Regions from separate parts of the Mus musculus genome. Here region 2 is linked to region 1. A link is a contact called in public ChIA-PET data. All regions are on one chromosome and are shown on one strand. Each heading gives the region's core, a stretch centred on a gene start, on an enhancer-like site or on the middle of the called end of the contact. The rest is flanking DNA. Distances are from core to core; before and after follow the strand shown.

Evidence for each region. ChIA-PET counts read pairs in DNA pulled down with a chosen protein or histone mark.
Region 2: a contact with region 1 is called in an SMC1A ChIA-PET map of the G1E-ER4 cell line, with 5 read pairs. The contact joins two enhancer-like sites. A contact is called at or near these places in 1 of 15 datasets of contacts at CTCF or cohesin (the G1E-ER4 cell line) and 2 of 484 Hi-C or Micro-C datasets (the Ba/F3 cell line and the G1E-ER4 cell line).

What each region holds. Positions count from the first base shown.
Region 1 is chr10:117,727,699-117,735,175 of GRCm38.p6, forward strand. It overlaps Slc35e3 (solute carrier family 35, member E3), which reads right to left. Exons shown (of 5, transcript NM_029875.2): 5 at 5,980-7,477. Among named protein-coding and RNA genes, the nearest start is that of Slc35e3, 15 kb to the right of the region's middle. Within about 2 kb of position 3,738, at least 60 of the 459 cell types and tissues checked have an H3K27ac peak or open chromatin away from gene starts, as enhancers often do. A contact at or near this core is called in the G1E-ER4 cell line, where this site is marked.
Region 2 is chr10:119,083,222-119,090,698 of GRCm38.p6, forward strand. It overlaps the pseudogene Gm18904. Among named protein-coding and RNA genes, the nearest start is that of 1700064J06Rik, 5.9 kb to the right of the region's middle. Within about 2 kb of position 3,565, at least 32 of the 459 cell types and tissues checked have an H3K27ac peak or open chromatin away from gene starts, as enhancers often do. A contact at or near this core is called in the G1E-ER4 cell line, where this site is marked.

The DNA.
Region 1 (7,477 bases), core at 2,488-4,987:
TCAAGAGGCTCCTGAATCCACATATCTTGGGCTCCAAACATGGCTGTCGCTCCACGTGGGTGGGCCAGTCCTCCTGAAGTGTGTGAGGAGGACCAGCGTTTCCACTTCTAACCTTTTGTATACCTATAAAAAGACTACTTTGTGTCAGATGTGGTGTGTGTCTGGAATCTCAACAACTCGGAAACTGGAGAAGGACTCTAATGTGGCTAGCCCGGGGATCTTGACTAGATTCCGTTTCAAAACGCACAAAATGGAGGGACTAAGGATACAGCTTAATGGTAAAGAAAGCGCTGGCACCCCCTTTCCCCTCCCCCCTCCTCTTCCCCCCCCCCCCAAAAAAAAAAAAACTTTTGTAAAATGTGAAATAGGGATTGTGACTTGGTTTGTGTAGTGGCTATTCCTGGTTGTCAACTTGACAATATTTGGAATGAACTACAATCCGGAATTGGAAGGCTCACCAGTGACCCTTATCTGGAGGCTTGGAGATCCTTATCTGGATCTTGGTTTGAAGATCTTGAGCCATAGTGGCTATGGATTCCAGAAGATTGAATCTCCGAGTTAAGGAACACACCTTTAATCTGGGCTATGCCTTTCATCTGGGATTAAAGGTGTGGTGGAACACACCTTTAATCTGGGCTACACCTTTTGCTGGAGACAATATAAGGACATTGGAAGAAGGGAGTCTAGCTCTTGCTCTTGCTCCTTCGCCTGCTTGCTGCGTGAGACTGAGTAACTGCTAGATCCTTGGACTTCCATTCACAGCTGCGACTGAACCATTGTTGGGAATTGGGCTGCCGACTGTAAGTCATCAATAAATTCCTTTACTATTTAGAAATTATCCATAAGTTCTGTGACTCTAGAGAACCCTGACTAATACAGTTTGATTCACCAACTTCTTGGGTAGGAAAATCGCTATAGAAAAAGGTTTGGAAACCCAGCAGGCTGTGTACATTTCCAGCAGGGGAGGTCAGTGTTAGGTGGGGATGAAGGATGTGATGACATTGGAGAACCTCATGGTGGTGGCCTTGTAGGGCTTCTCCAGAGCCACAAAGGCCAGTGGCAGGGGAGGAGGAGGCCTTGGCCAGGTTCAGTGTGGGAAGCAGAGGAAGCCCTGAGAGTGTGAACCTGGAGAGTATGAACTGTGAGCGTGTGAACCACGAGAAAGGTCCAGAGTGAATTCTGCGGTTGACTTGGGCATGGCAAACTCAGGCCTCTAAGGCTCAGATCCAGGCCCTTTCCCACGTGGCCTGGGCTCAAGGGAACACAAAGCTTTTCCTGGATGTTTACGGCCTGAGACCGCTCACCTAGAGAGACCCCTCTTCTTGTCCCATATGTAATAAACACACAGGTTCTGGGTTGCACAGGTTTAGAGAACTCCCACCTGACTCTGGCTTTACTGTATGTGTGTCTGGCCTTTCTCCAGTCCCTTGCTCCTTTGCAAAGTTCCAGGACCGGAGCTGCTGGGGCCCCAGCATTCCAGAGCCCCATCGAACTACTGGTGATGAGTCTCAGGCTTGCTGTCCCTGAGAGGAGTACTAAGTTCAAGCACTGGATGTCTGCCTCATGCTGTTCCTTATGAATTCAAAGAATGGCTCTGTATGTGGTTGAAGAGTTCTCTAGTCTAAGCAGGATAAAGCAGGACTGCGGAAACCCCAGCCCTTAAAGTTCCTCGCCCACACCTGCAGATGTGTGGTGTGTGGATTCTCAAAGAACATGGGCCTGGTGCATGGGACAGGTCCCAAGGCACCATGGGAGGCAAGGGCAGATGGTGACAGGATTGCACAGATTGTACTTTGTTGCCAACAGAAGTATGGTTAGGACGTACTAGTCAGGACGAAATTGATTTTTATCAAAGCCAGAGTATACACAGCTTATCTGGAGTCAACATCAAAAGAGGGCACGTGCATTCCTGGTGCGGTCTGCTCATGAAGAGCCACATTCCAGTCTGACGGCTGGCTGTGCACAGTATGCCAGAAAAACGTGCAGTGGGAGGGGCAGACCAGGATTACTTGGTGACAGTCAGAGAAGGTATGACTCAAGATGGCTTTGGTCAGGTCAGGCTGGAACCTACAGTCTCCACATGCAGCTCTATCCCACGTTACAGGAGCCTAGAGCTCCACCACAGTAGGCTTTCCCTAACCCGGCGGTTCTCAGCCTTGCTAACGCTGTGACCCTTTAATACAGTTCCTCATGCTGTGACCTCCAACCATAACACTATTTTCATTGCTATTTCATAACTGTAATTTTGCAACTGTTATGAATTGTAATGTAAATGTCTGATATGCAGGGGAGAGCTGGTGGGCTGACCAACTCAGTAACCACCCAGGTCCAGATCATCAGGGCTTTGAGTTGACCCAACCCAACATCCACCTCATCTATGAACGTCTGGGGCTCATGAAGTGGCCGGACCTGCAGATCCAAAGCAGTAGGACCTCCATGTCACAGAGCAACAACAGGATATCTGGGAGAAGCCCCAGTAAGGATCCAGCATTGATAGCGAAGCAGAAGCCAGAGGTGGAGAAACAGACCAGTGACTCACGGCAATGAACATCTGCAAGTAAAGATGTGTGGACAGAAAGGTATAGCGTGTGACACACTGTGACACACCGCAGCTTCCACGGTGAGATCTTCTATGTTTTGTTTCCTTTTGGTGGGGAGATTGCAAGGGCAGGGGTTAGATATGGAGGGATGGGGAGATGAGTGGGGTTGGGATGCATGGTGTGAAGTTCACAATCAAGGCTGGAGAGATGGCTCAGTGGTTAAGAGCACCGACTGCTCTTCCGAAGGTCCTGAGTTCAAGTCCCAGGAACCACATGGTGGCTCACAACCATCCTTAATGAGATCTGATGCCCTCTTCTGGTGTGTCTGAAGATAGCTACAGTGTACTTAGATATAATAGTAAATATATAAATCTTTATATAAAAAAAGAAATCCACAATCAAATGTTTTAAAATGTTTATGTAAAAAATTTTAAAATTACTAAAAACAAAGAAAACCGAACACGACACCCAGTTGCTCAGGGATGCGCCCAAAATTGCAAGTGACAGCTATAGGCACCCTTACTCAATGGGGCTCTCCTTCCCAACCCGGAACAGGCAGCCCGCAGCCTGGTAGCTGCTTCAGCAGCCACTGGTCTGCCCAGGCTCTTCTCGAAACTCCGGTGATTCTGAACATCCACAGCCAGCCTGGGATGTTTAAGAATTGGAATGAGCTGGCCGGTGGTGGCGCACGCCTTTAATCCCAGCACTTGAGAGACAGAGGCAGGTGGATTTCTGAGTTCGAGGCCAGCCTGGTCTACAGAGTGAGTTCCAGGACAACCAAGGGTACACAAAGAAACCCTGTCTTGAAAACCAAAACAAACAAACAAAAGAGTTGGAATGAGGCACAACCAGCCATCTCACCATCTCTGTCCCTTGGATCAAATGATATAAGAATCTTCAACTTTGCTCGAGTTCCACAGATGAGATGACACAGGACCTGCCCTGACTACAAGGCAATAATGAGAAACTGGCTCACTTAAACTTTTAGAGTAGACACGAGCAAATATGAATGTTTCAAACAAAACCCAACGTTAGTCTTTTTTCTTTTTCTCCCTCCCACATTTTTGTTATATATTCTGAGGGCTGGAGACGGCTCAGCAGTTAAGAGCCCTTGCTGCTCTTGAAGAGGACTTGGTTCTTTCCCCAGGATCCACATGGTGGCTCCCAAGCCCTCTGTAACTCTAGTTCCAGGGTGTGGAATGCCCTCTTCTGGCCTCTGCGAGAATCAGCCGTGCTTGTGGTAGAGACGTAGGTGCAAGGGAAACACTATCTGCATGAACTTTTATCTTTTGACTCTTATGGTTGTGGTCAACAAGTCTCTCCATAATTCTCTAAGATGTACAGGCTGTGGGGGTTGGCTTGGCTCTTCAGCTCCAGCCAGAGACAGATCAGGAGGCCCGCCATTGCCACAGGGAGTCCTAGAAGATCTCAGACTGATTCTATGTCTCCCAGGGTGACTGGTAAGACCCACCCACTCCTGTCCCCGCAATGAATGTAGACCTGATTTCTAACTGAAGAAACAGGAAACGGAGAGCGCACGCTAGGTACAGAATATTAGGTTGGAAAAGGGAAACCTTAAAAGTTAAACATTTAGCTGGGTGTTGTGCCTCCCAGCTATAAGCCAGGTGCTCTGGAGGTAAAGGCAGGAAGAGTGTATCAATCTCGGTTACATATCCAGGCCAGCCTTGGCTGCGGGAGGCCCGTCTCAAAACAAGTGAATTTACTGTGCTTTCAGCGACTAAGGTTGTTCTGAAACAAATGTTAAGGTATTAGTGATTTTAACATAGCAAGTCTTTTTTTTTTTTTTTTTTTTTTGGTTTCTCGAGACAGGGTTTCTCTGTGTAGCCCTGGCTGTCCTGGAACTCACTTTGTAGACCAGGCTGGCCTCGAACTCAGAAATCCGCCTGCCTCTGCCTCCCTGAGTGCTGGGATTAAAAGCGTGTGCCACCACGCCCAGCAACACAGCAAGTCTTAAGAGGTTAAAGACTGAAGCTTAGGAAAGGTGGTATTCAGAGAATGGTTTCTTTATACTGTCATTACTACTGAGATAGCACAGAACACACACACACACCATCCAGATGCACACAGGCAGGCCCAAGGCTGCAGATAACTAACCTGACCCTCAACAAATAGGCTGTCTTCTCTTTCCAACCCAGACCAGGCGGCCTGCAAGCATCAGATAGCAGCAGTCTCACTAGGCAACCCCGAGTAGGTCTAGAATTCTGTATATAGATTAGGAGGGCTTCTAATTCAAAGATCCACATTCCTTGGCCTCTGAGGGCGTTGATTAAAGGCGTGTACAGCCACACCTGACTCCTTCCCATTACCTTAATGCTTTCTGTTTTATTTAGACATGTATGTATATATATACACTGCATGCAGAATTAGAGGAAGCCAGTAGGTGTCCTCTGTCATGCAGCCTTGTTCCGGAGAGACCTCTCACAGAAACTGGGCTGGACCCATCAAGCCCTGGGGAATCCTCCTGCCTCTCTATCCCACACAGTACTGGGTTTAAGGGTTTCCACATAGTTGCACCTAGCTTCTATTTTTAAAACTTTATGTGTAGGGCCAAGCTGGATGGCACAAGCCTTTAAGGAGACAGAGATCCCTGAGTTCAAGGCCAGCCTGGTCTGCATGGCTGTTGTGCCTGCACGTCTGTCTGTGTACCACTTGTATAACAGGTACCCGTGGAGCCAGGAAAGGCCATCCATCTCCTGGAACTGGAGTTATAGATGCTTGTGGGCTGTCATGTGGGCGCTGGGAATAGAGTCTCTCCAGTCTCCTGTTGGGAGCCGACTCTGAGCAGAAAGCGGCTATCAGCTCTGCAGCCATTTCTGGCTACTTACTTGCGGGTGGTCCTTTTCCACCCCGACGAGAGACTTGCTTTTCCTAGCATGATGTTTCTGCAGGAAGCCCACCACGGCTGAACACACTCTGATAACAACTTGATCAGACAGCCTGTTTTGTCTCCATTCTTCGAGTCTCTTGCCATTCAGTCCCCACTCTCTCTCTTGCAGACCCCCTTGACCGTCCCACGGCGCCCGAACAGTCCCCCATGCCTGTTTTTTTTCCCGCCCCCCACCCCCCTCCATTAGTTGACAAGGGACTTGGAATTTTGCTGCATTGGAGCTGTGGGTTTGCAAGCAGAACAGACCAGCACTTCCACATATGCAGAGGCCCACTTTCTTCATGGGCTCTAGTATGCAAGACATAAGTGAGAACAGAGGGTCCTTATCGTTTTTTAGCAAAGAGTTTAAGTCTAGCCATTTGACATAGGATTAAAAACTACATTCAGTTCCATTGGCAACAAAAAGACAGTGCTGCCTAGTGTCTGTCATTGTGGTCACTGTGCTTGCTCCAGGGCATCAGTGTGTTTTCCTTAGGAATTTTCAACTAGATGAAAGTCTTCAGGGTGTAAAAAACTGCTTATCAGCCTGTATGGTTCTAATAGTAGAGAGTTTATTCACGTATATAAACACGCCTTGATTCACCATACTCCCACTCTGTCCCTCATTCCTACTGACACCAGCCACTTATCATACCCCACCCACCTACCTATTCAAACCACCCCGGTCCCCAGGGCTTATCTACAGCTAGGATTTGTACGCAGTACAAATCAACTCCGGTCCCCAGGGCTTATCTACAGCTAGGATTTGTACGCAGTACAAATCAACTCCGTTGTTCCTAATGCACAGAAACCTGAGGCTCTCTGTGCTGGAAGACTTTCCGTTAGCTTCTGGGAAACTGTTAAACATTAAACATACACAGAAAATGTTTCTTGAGCATGATTCCAAAGGTCCATGATGGTGAAGACGGCATGTTCTGCAGTTCTTGGCATAATAACACAACTCTGTAAACTGAGGACAATATTTAAAACAAAGACCCACGGAAGCACATGGACTGATACACAGCAGACAATGCCATTCTCCAAAATACACATTTAGTGAGGCCAGGAAAAAAAAAAAAAGTCCTAGACCAGGCACCCTTCCTTTCCCCTTAACAGAACTCAGTATGTGATTTGGGCTGCCCTGGAAGTCTGTGCGGTCTACACGGCCAAGGAACTCGTAGCCCTGACTCACTGCCCAACCTTGAGACCTAGGGGTGTGTCTTCTCCTCGAGCTCAGCACTCCTGTGGCCTGATGACTTGAAAAGGCTTTGTTTTGGCAGTGCTGGGGATACAACCCAGGCTTTTTTATTTGGTTAAAAAAAAAAAAAACCTAAAAACTACCACTACCAACAAAAAATCCTAATATATTAAAAGTTACCTCTTCCTGTGAAGAAGAAAATTCCAGATAAGATGTATTATCACAAGACACGTCTCTTTGTCTTAAGCTGCTTTCTCACAGGAAGTGTATGCTTAGAAAAAGTTATTATTCCAAGAGACCCGACTCTTCTGCGGTCATCAGCGGCTGCTGTGAATGGCAAAACGACAAGATACCTGAAGGCAGACACACACTTTTGCAGTTAAATACCCAGGGCTCTATTTGCTGGAGCCCCATGTATTCTGTCTACATCTCAACTAAAAACATTTCTCAATTCCTCTGGAACCTCATACAAGTAGCTAAATATTAGCTAGTTTTCTACCTGTCTTTCATATCTTTCCTGTTTTTCACCAAGTTTCTGCCTAGAACTTGGGCAGCCTTTGCTCTGATTTGCCACATAAACTGCAAGGCCTGGTTCAGTCCAGTTTTTCCAATACATACAACGCTCCTTATCTACTGCTCAGGATGTGGGAGGCAGGGAGTACAGGAGGGAGGCCACATCAGAAAACACTGGGATGAAAGGATTAAGCAAGCTGGGGAAGCAGTTACCAGGACGACTGCGAACCCACCTATGAGTGCTGGGCAGGGACCCGGTTACTGGCTCTACCTGCTGGCCCTCTACAGCTTTGCTTTGAGCCGTTTAAAGATGGGTTTTCCTGTAACTCCATATATAGT
Region 2 (7,477 bases), core at 2,315-4,814, 1.4 Mb after region 1:
CCTAGTCATGTGACCTTGGTATTATATATATATATATATATATATATATATATATATATATATGCATATATATATATCTTAATTTGTTCCTGCCTTGTCTTTTTCTTTATCGTATGATGGCAATAGCATCCAGGCCTTAAAGAGTTAAAACATTCACAGAGCTGAAATTTGCAAAGAAGAAACAGCCATGGTTATATAGGGCTTTCTACCCGTTTGGACACTTCAATTATGTTCCCGTTAAGCTGGCAAACAGTTGTTGGTGCAGACATGAGGACATTTGTGGACATCATCAAAGAACAAGCACTATTTCCCAGAGACAGTACAATCTGGAAATAACTTTTCAAAATGAGTCATGAGGGAGTCTCAATGTGCAGTTAGCACAGGAAGTTCCCCCAGCAATGTGAAATCTACAACTCTCTGTGAGGTGTGAAGAGATTCTCTTGTTATCTCTGCATTTTGTCTGAAGGCCCCAAAGAGAAAACACTGAATAGTAATTTCTTCCCTCCCCAGCGGGCTACAAAGACCGGCTGGATAGGAACCTGTGGTGGTTTGAATATGCTTTGCCCAGGGAATGGCACTATTAAGAGGTGTGGCCTTGTTGGAGGAAGTGTGTCACTGGGGGAGTGGGCTTTGAGACCCTCCTCTGAAGTGGAAGTTTCTGGTTGTGTCATGTGATGCAAACTCATGTGGTGTTATGCTGAGGCAGGACACATGGAAAGACATGATGTTTGGAGAGAGTATAAATAGGACTCAGCAGATTGCGATGGGGTGCTTGCATAGCTGGCCTTGCGATGCTTCATTGGTCTTGCGTCTTTGCTTTGATAAGAGAGGCACAGCAAAGAACTTCTCCTGGCATTATGGCTGGTTCTGGTCACTCCCACTGACTCGATGCTGCTATGGCAGAAGCCTGGTTCCTGCCACCACTGCTGATTTCAGTTTGGTGTCTTAACATCACTGAACTGGACTGCTGGTACCCAGACAATGGAGATTGGACACATCCCCAAAGAACTACTTCTAGACAGGTCCACATCCCCCTGTCCTGTTTACCATCTCTTCTCCCCTATGTTTGGATGGTGGGCTAGAAGAGGGGTTGAAGCATTTGAGAACCCCTAGTAAAATAGGTTTTGAAAAATCTAAGCCTACATTCCTCTCAGCTGCCTGGAAGACAGTCTTCTCTTAGCTGCCTTCTGATCAAGATGCAAAATTCTCAGCTCCTCACCATGTCTGCCTGGACGTACCTGGATGCTGCCATACTTCCTGACATGATCATAATGTACTGAACCTCTGGTTTTGTTTGTTTGTTTTTGTTTTTTGTTTTGGGGTTTTGTTGTTGTTGTTTTGTTTTTTTGGAGACAGGGTTTCTCTGTGTAGCCCTGGCTGTCCTGGAACTCACTCTGTAGACCAGGCTGGCCTCGAACTCAGAAATTCACCTGCCTCTGCCTCCCAAGTGCTGGGATTAAAGGCAAGCGCCACCATGCGCGCGGCTGGACTGAACCTCTGAACCTGTAAGCCAGTCCTGACTAAATATTGGCCTTATAAGAGTTGCCTTGGTCATGGTGTTATTTCAAAGCAATGGAAACTCTAAGACAGCACCAAAGCCCGCCAAATGGTACCCAAACTAATTTGTCACAAGAGTACTCAGAGAAGATGAAGAAATCCTCAGGAATGTATGCTCAAGGGATTCCTTATGACAGAGAGCACACAGCTCTCTATTCTCTGCTCCTGAGGAACTGTGGGAATGGATGAGCAAGGACCAGCAGGGACTATCATGCAGCCAACCTCATTCTTGGACATAGCCTTCTGAAGCATCCTGACTGCCTTGGTATGCTGTAGCACTCATGAGTCTAGTCGTGACCATGGGGTGTATCTGGAAACATCACAAAACGGCCTCTCCCAGAGAAAGAGGCAACATTAATGGTAGACGCTAGGAATGCAACTCCAGAGACAGCCATAGGATTAAAGGAGAGACATGGATCGTAAGAGGTTAGTTAGTGGCAGGATGTATTGCCATCAGCAACAGACAGTACCTCTGAGAAGCCCCACCCACGTGGCAGAAAAGTGTAGTGATAACTATCTCAAAGCCTGTCAGCCAAGAGAGACCAGTGAAGAGAGCAGAAAGACCAAGATGGCTTCCTCCTCTTTCCCATTCTGCCTCAGCTCCAACACCTGGAAACCAAAGACAACAAAACAGACTGAAGACGAGCAAGTCAGGAAGAGTGAAGAGACCCTCGTGAGGCTGGCTAGACCCTCCTCCTCCACTGTGAGATCTGAGAGGCAGTTAGGGTCCAGACTCTGTACGACCTTCTTAATGCAGTGACCCTTTAACACAGTTCCTCATGCTGAGGTGACCCCCAACCATACCATTATTTTTGTTGCTTCTCTATAACTGTAATTTTGCTACTATTATGAATCATAATGTAAATATTTCTGTTTTTCTGATGACCATGTGTTTTAGGTGACCCCTGTGAAAGAGTCATCCGACCCCTCAAAAGGGTGGTGACCCACAGGTTGAGAGCCACTGCTGTGGCATCTTTCAGTAATCACAAAAGCTTTGGTATGTGCACGATAACACTTGGTTTCCTTACCTGAAGATGATTAAACTGTAGGGGAAAAACAAAAACAAGCAAGCAATCAAACAAACAAACAAAACAAGAGGAAAGGTTAAGTGTTGCCTGTTCTCAAGGTGGCCATGGCAGAGAAAATGAAACAGGTTTTTGCTTGTCAATATTGGACTGAAAGGCCTTCAGAACATACTGGTAGCTTAGTTTTGTTTTTAATGCCAAAGAATGGCTTCAGCAGGCCTGCTCTCTGCCAACAGAAGGCGCTTGGTGTTGCTGCACTGGTCTGACATAAATCCACTGTAAGATCCAAGGTTAATTTGTAAGCCCCACTCACCCGAGGACCAGGTAACTCCCTGGGATGCTGAGGGTGGTGCTAAATAACAAAACCACATGGGAAATTATGGTGGCCATAGGGTTTTCCTTAAAAGCCTCTGGTACATGTGTCTTAGGGCTGCTCAGCTGGGAATTCTAGGGACTCTTCCTGAGCAAAGTCCATCCTGATCAGTATTTAATTAAAACTTGCTTCAAATTGGGCTCAGAATTGTGAAACTGTTTTTTCTCAGGATTCATCATTAACATTTGGAGGCCCTAGAGAGATAAGAAAAAAAATTCCACCATAAGTTCTGGAACTAGGGTCTCCATTCCAATGCCAGGGGACCACACACACACACACACACACACACACACACAGGGTGGGGGGACTAGGAAGCATTTTTTTTTTAATTGGGGCCTCCTTCTTGTAAGTCACAGAAGCCTTTTTTAGCCAGCTTCCTTTGACACTTCCTGCCTGGTTTCTACATTATGGTTGTCAGATAAACTGTCTGGGAATGGGGAGCGCCTGATAAGGTCTGTGCACCCCATGGCCCAGGGGTTAATTCTGTTTATCTGGAGAGTCCAGCCAGAACCACCAGATTCTTTCTGCTGACCACGGAGCCTTAAGGACCTCCTGGTGAGACCAGGAGCTGACGTGCAAAGTTTCACGCTCAGAGAGACCCAGCTGGTCACAGGATTCCAACGTCTGGGCTGCACACAGAGATAAGGAACTGTAGAAGCACTCCAAGACACCAGAGCCCAACAGAGAGTTTGGATAGACCCAGAGTGGAGGAGTTGGATGGTGAGGGGCTAGGGACAATGGGGACAACTTGAAGAGGCCCAGCCTGATGGCTTCCTAGTGTCTGGGTTGTACAAGAAAGCTGTAGAAAAAATTTCTCTTCATCAGACTGGTAGACCTCTGAAGCAGTTGTCTCTCTTGTTGTCTTTGCTTTGGGTCTTGTCTTATGTCTGGTCTATCTTCGTGTGTTACCACTCGGGGTGACTAAATTAGATGAATGAACAGCAAGACAGGTAAGAAGCTAGTGTTGCTCTTGGAAGGTCACTCCTAAAACAGCAGAGCTCTGGGGACATGGGATTCAATGACAGTCAGTGTCAGGTGCAGAGTGCCATGCTTGGGCTGGTAGGTAGCTTCGAAAAACCCAGAGGGAAGCTGGCAGCCAGCCCTGATACAGCACAGCTGTGCTCTTGGATATTGGCGTTAATGGCTGCCCTCTCTCCTTGAAACTACAGCACTGGAGGGAGTAAGAGAAGTTCTGTTTGTTTCAAAAGTTGGATATGGCCTCTGCAGATTTGTATCTGACTGGTCTTAAGGGTGTGAGCTTGATGGCTGTTTCTTCTGTCCACAGCTTCCCAGACTCAAGGTTTATCTCTAACTGTTCTGGCCACAGGACCTGATGTAATAGAGATTCAAATGTCTTTTGGGCGTGGATAATGTTAAAGTTGTTTTATGCTGTTCTACTGTATTGAAAGACTGGCTCTGGAATTGGGTTAGAGTTTGCTTCAGACCCAGGCATGATTTTAAAATCTCTATGTCTGAAGTCAAGAGCTGAAACAGGAAAGAAAGAAAGAGAGAGAGAGAGAGAGAGAGAGAGAGAGAGAGAGAGAGAGAGAGAGAGGAAGGAAGGAAGGAAGGAAGGAAGGAAGGAAGGAAGGAAAGAAGGAAGGAAGGAAGGAAGGAAGGAGAAAGAAAGGAGAAAAGAAAGAGAGAAAAACAGCTAAAGGGATTATTGGCTTATAAATTTATTGGATATGGTTAAATATCTGTAATATCTGTAAGAAGTTGGCTTAAAAACTCATAGGGTTGAAAATTAAGTCTGTGCATAGGTAATCTTAAAGGAACCATGTGGCATGATTCCGTTTTGGGATATAAGCAACATGTGGTGTGGTGTTTAAATAAAAATGAGCCTCATACATGCATAGAGAGTGGCACTACTAGGAGGTGTGGCCTTGGAGTGGGTGTGGTCTTGGAGGAGGAAGTGCGTCAGGGTGGGGGCGGGCCTTAAGGTGTCAGGAGCTCAAGGCAGTTCCCAGCATGCTGCTTGCTGCCTGTGGATCGATCCAGTTGTAGAACTCTAAGGTCTCTCCAGCATCATGTCTGCCTGCATACCTCAATGTTCCCCACCATGCCTGTAATGTATTAAAACTCTGAATCTATAAGCCAATCCCAATTAAATGTTTTTCTTTATAAGAGTTGGTGTGGTCATAGTGTCTCTTCACGGTAATGGAAACCCTAATTAAGACATGTGGCTTGACACCATCTTTAAACAGCCACCATGTGGCTGGTTGCCATCTTTGCTAGGTACAGTTGGAGAAGACGGATGTTGTATGGTTTTACCGCCATTTTGATTAAGGGCAACCACGTGGTATAGACCAACCAAGAAGTCAATAGGGCTCCAAAGATACTTTTAAAATGGGATAGAATTTTTGTGCGATAATTCCTGCCTTGTCTTAAAAACAAGGTTTGGGAAAGATACGATTTAAAAACAGTATAATAAGGTATTAAAGCTGTACCTCTGTGAATTCATGTATAAGAACACACCTTGCTGGCAGCCAAATGTTGTAACACAAGAGTCACCCAGATGATATTGACTGTAGAGGTGTTAGACTGATTGCACTGTTGCAGCTCGGTTTTGCCTTCTACAGATAATGATTGTGCCCTGTATTTTCACTCTTGGAATTTAACAAAAAAAAGTATTTTATTTTGATGTTACAAAAGAGTAGACATTTTAAACTTCTTTTTAAAAAATGTTGGAGTTTCACACAAACTGGATACCTTTTAAGAAACTGCTTTTTAAAATATCTAAGTTCATAAGGCTTTGGGACATTTTAAACTTATAAAATATTTTATTATAATGTTTTTATTAGTATGTGATCTTCATAAATAGATCATTAAGATGTCAAAAATTAGGGCCACCATTATGGTGACCAAACATAAACATAAATGTTTGCATGTTGGGTGTTCCCACTGCAATTCATAACAATGGCAAAAATGCAGTTGTGAAGTAGCAACCAGAATTATTTTATGGTTGGGGGTCACGACCACCTGGGAAACTGGGTTGAAGGGTCACAGAATTGGGGAAGTTTTGAACCACTGGCTTTAAAATGTCTCTCCTTACCTAAAGTCTATTCAGGCTAACAAAGACTGATTTTAAAATGTATGTCTAAAGCAGGGCGTGGTGGTGCACGCCTTTAATCCCAGCACTTGGGAGTTCGAGGCCAGCCTGGTCTACAAAGTGAGTTTCAGGACAGCCAGGGTTATACAGAGAAACCCTATCTCAAAAAAAAAAAAAACAAGAAAAAAAATATATGTCTAACCACTTTGTTCTGACTAATATTAAGTTGTCACTATTTTGGTAAGCTGAGCCATGAGAGAACCTGTGATATTCTATAATGATCCACTACATGAGGACCAAGAAAATAAGGTTGCCAGTCGCTCGATGGATTGTACTCATGGAAAGGTTTTTATTAAACTGTTAAGTATGATTGAGCTTTAATATGTTCAGAACTATATTTGTAGTTATGCTAAGTACTAATATAATCAATTGCAGGGGGGAAAAAAAAGCTGAGTTTAGCTTCCTGTATATGTTTTCAAGGTACAGCTGAAAGCAAGTAATTAAAAAAAAAAACAAGCAAGGGTTGTTTCCCTCAGACACACGTAATAATCATCCTGAAACTTCTCAGAAACCTGCTGGATATGGCGTTTCAGATGTTTAAACTTAACTGTGACAGAGACTCCCAAATCCTAGCAGTGACACCCAGAGTCTCCAAGAAGATAATGGGGCACAGCGGCAACTCCACCTGGATTGTGATAACACTAACCACTAGGAAAGACTGCCCCAATGCCTCACCTGCTGCCAGGACCTGGCCCACATGGACAAGCAGGACACTGGAGAGTTGGCTGCCCCAACTTTGCCTAGACTTTGTTGTCAAAGTAAGGTGAGTCCCCGCCATGTTCCTCCTCCCCGGGAAAGCCTCCCACCCTTCTGGGCCTGGTGACTGAAGACTGATGCCATCCAGGTACCTCTTGCCCCCTTAACAGGCTAAAGTGCTAAGTCAGAAGTAAACGTCCACCCTAGTCACTGAGCCACCACTGAGGACTCAGCTGCCTCCCACTTGAGCCCCCTCGATTCCCGACGCTTCAGTCCCTCCCTTCCCCCCTCCCTGCCTGCCTTCCCCCGCAGACACCTTCCAAAGGCAGTTTCTACCAAGGTAAAGGAATCTATAGTATGTCCGCTATCCAGAACCTCCACTCTTTCGACCCCTTTGCTGATGCAAGTAAGGGTGATGACCTGCTTCCTGCTGGCACTGAGGATTATATACATATAAGAATTCAACAGAGAGCCGGGCGTGGTAGCGCACACCTTTGATGCCAGGAGTTGGGAGGCAGAGGCAGGCGGATTTCTGAGTTACAGGCCAGCCTGATCTACAGAGTGAGTTCCAGGGCAGCCAGGGCTACAAAGAAACCCTGTCTCAAAAAACAAAACAACAACAACAACAAAAAGAACTCAATAGAGAAACAGCAGGAAGACCCTTACAACTGTCCAAGGGATCACTGATGATTATGATAAAAAGAAACTAGTGAA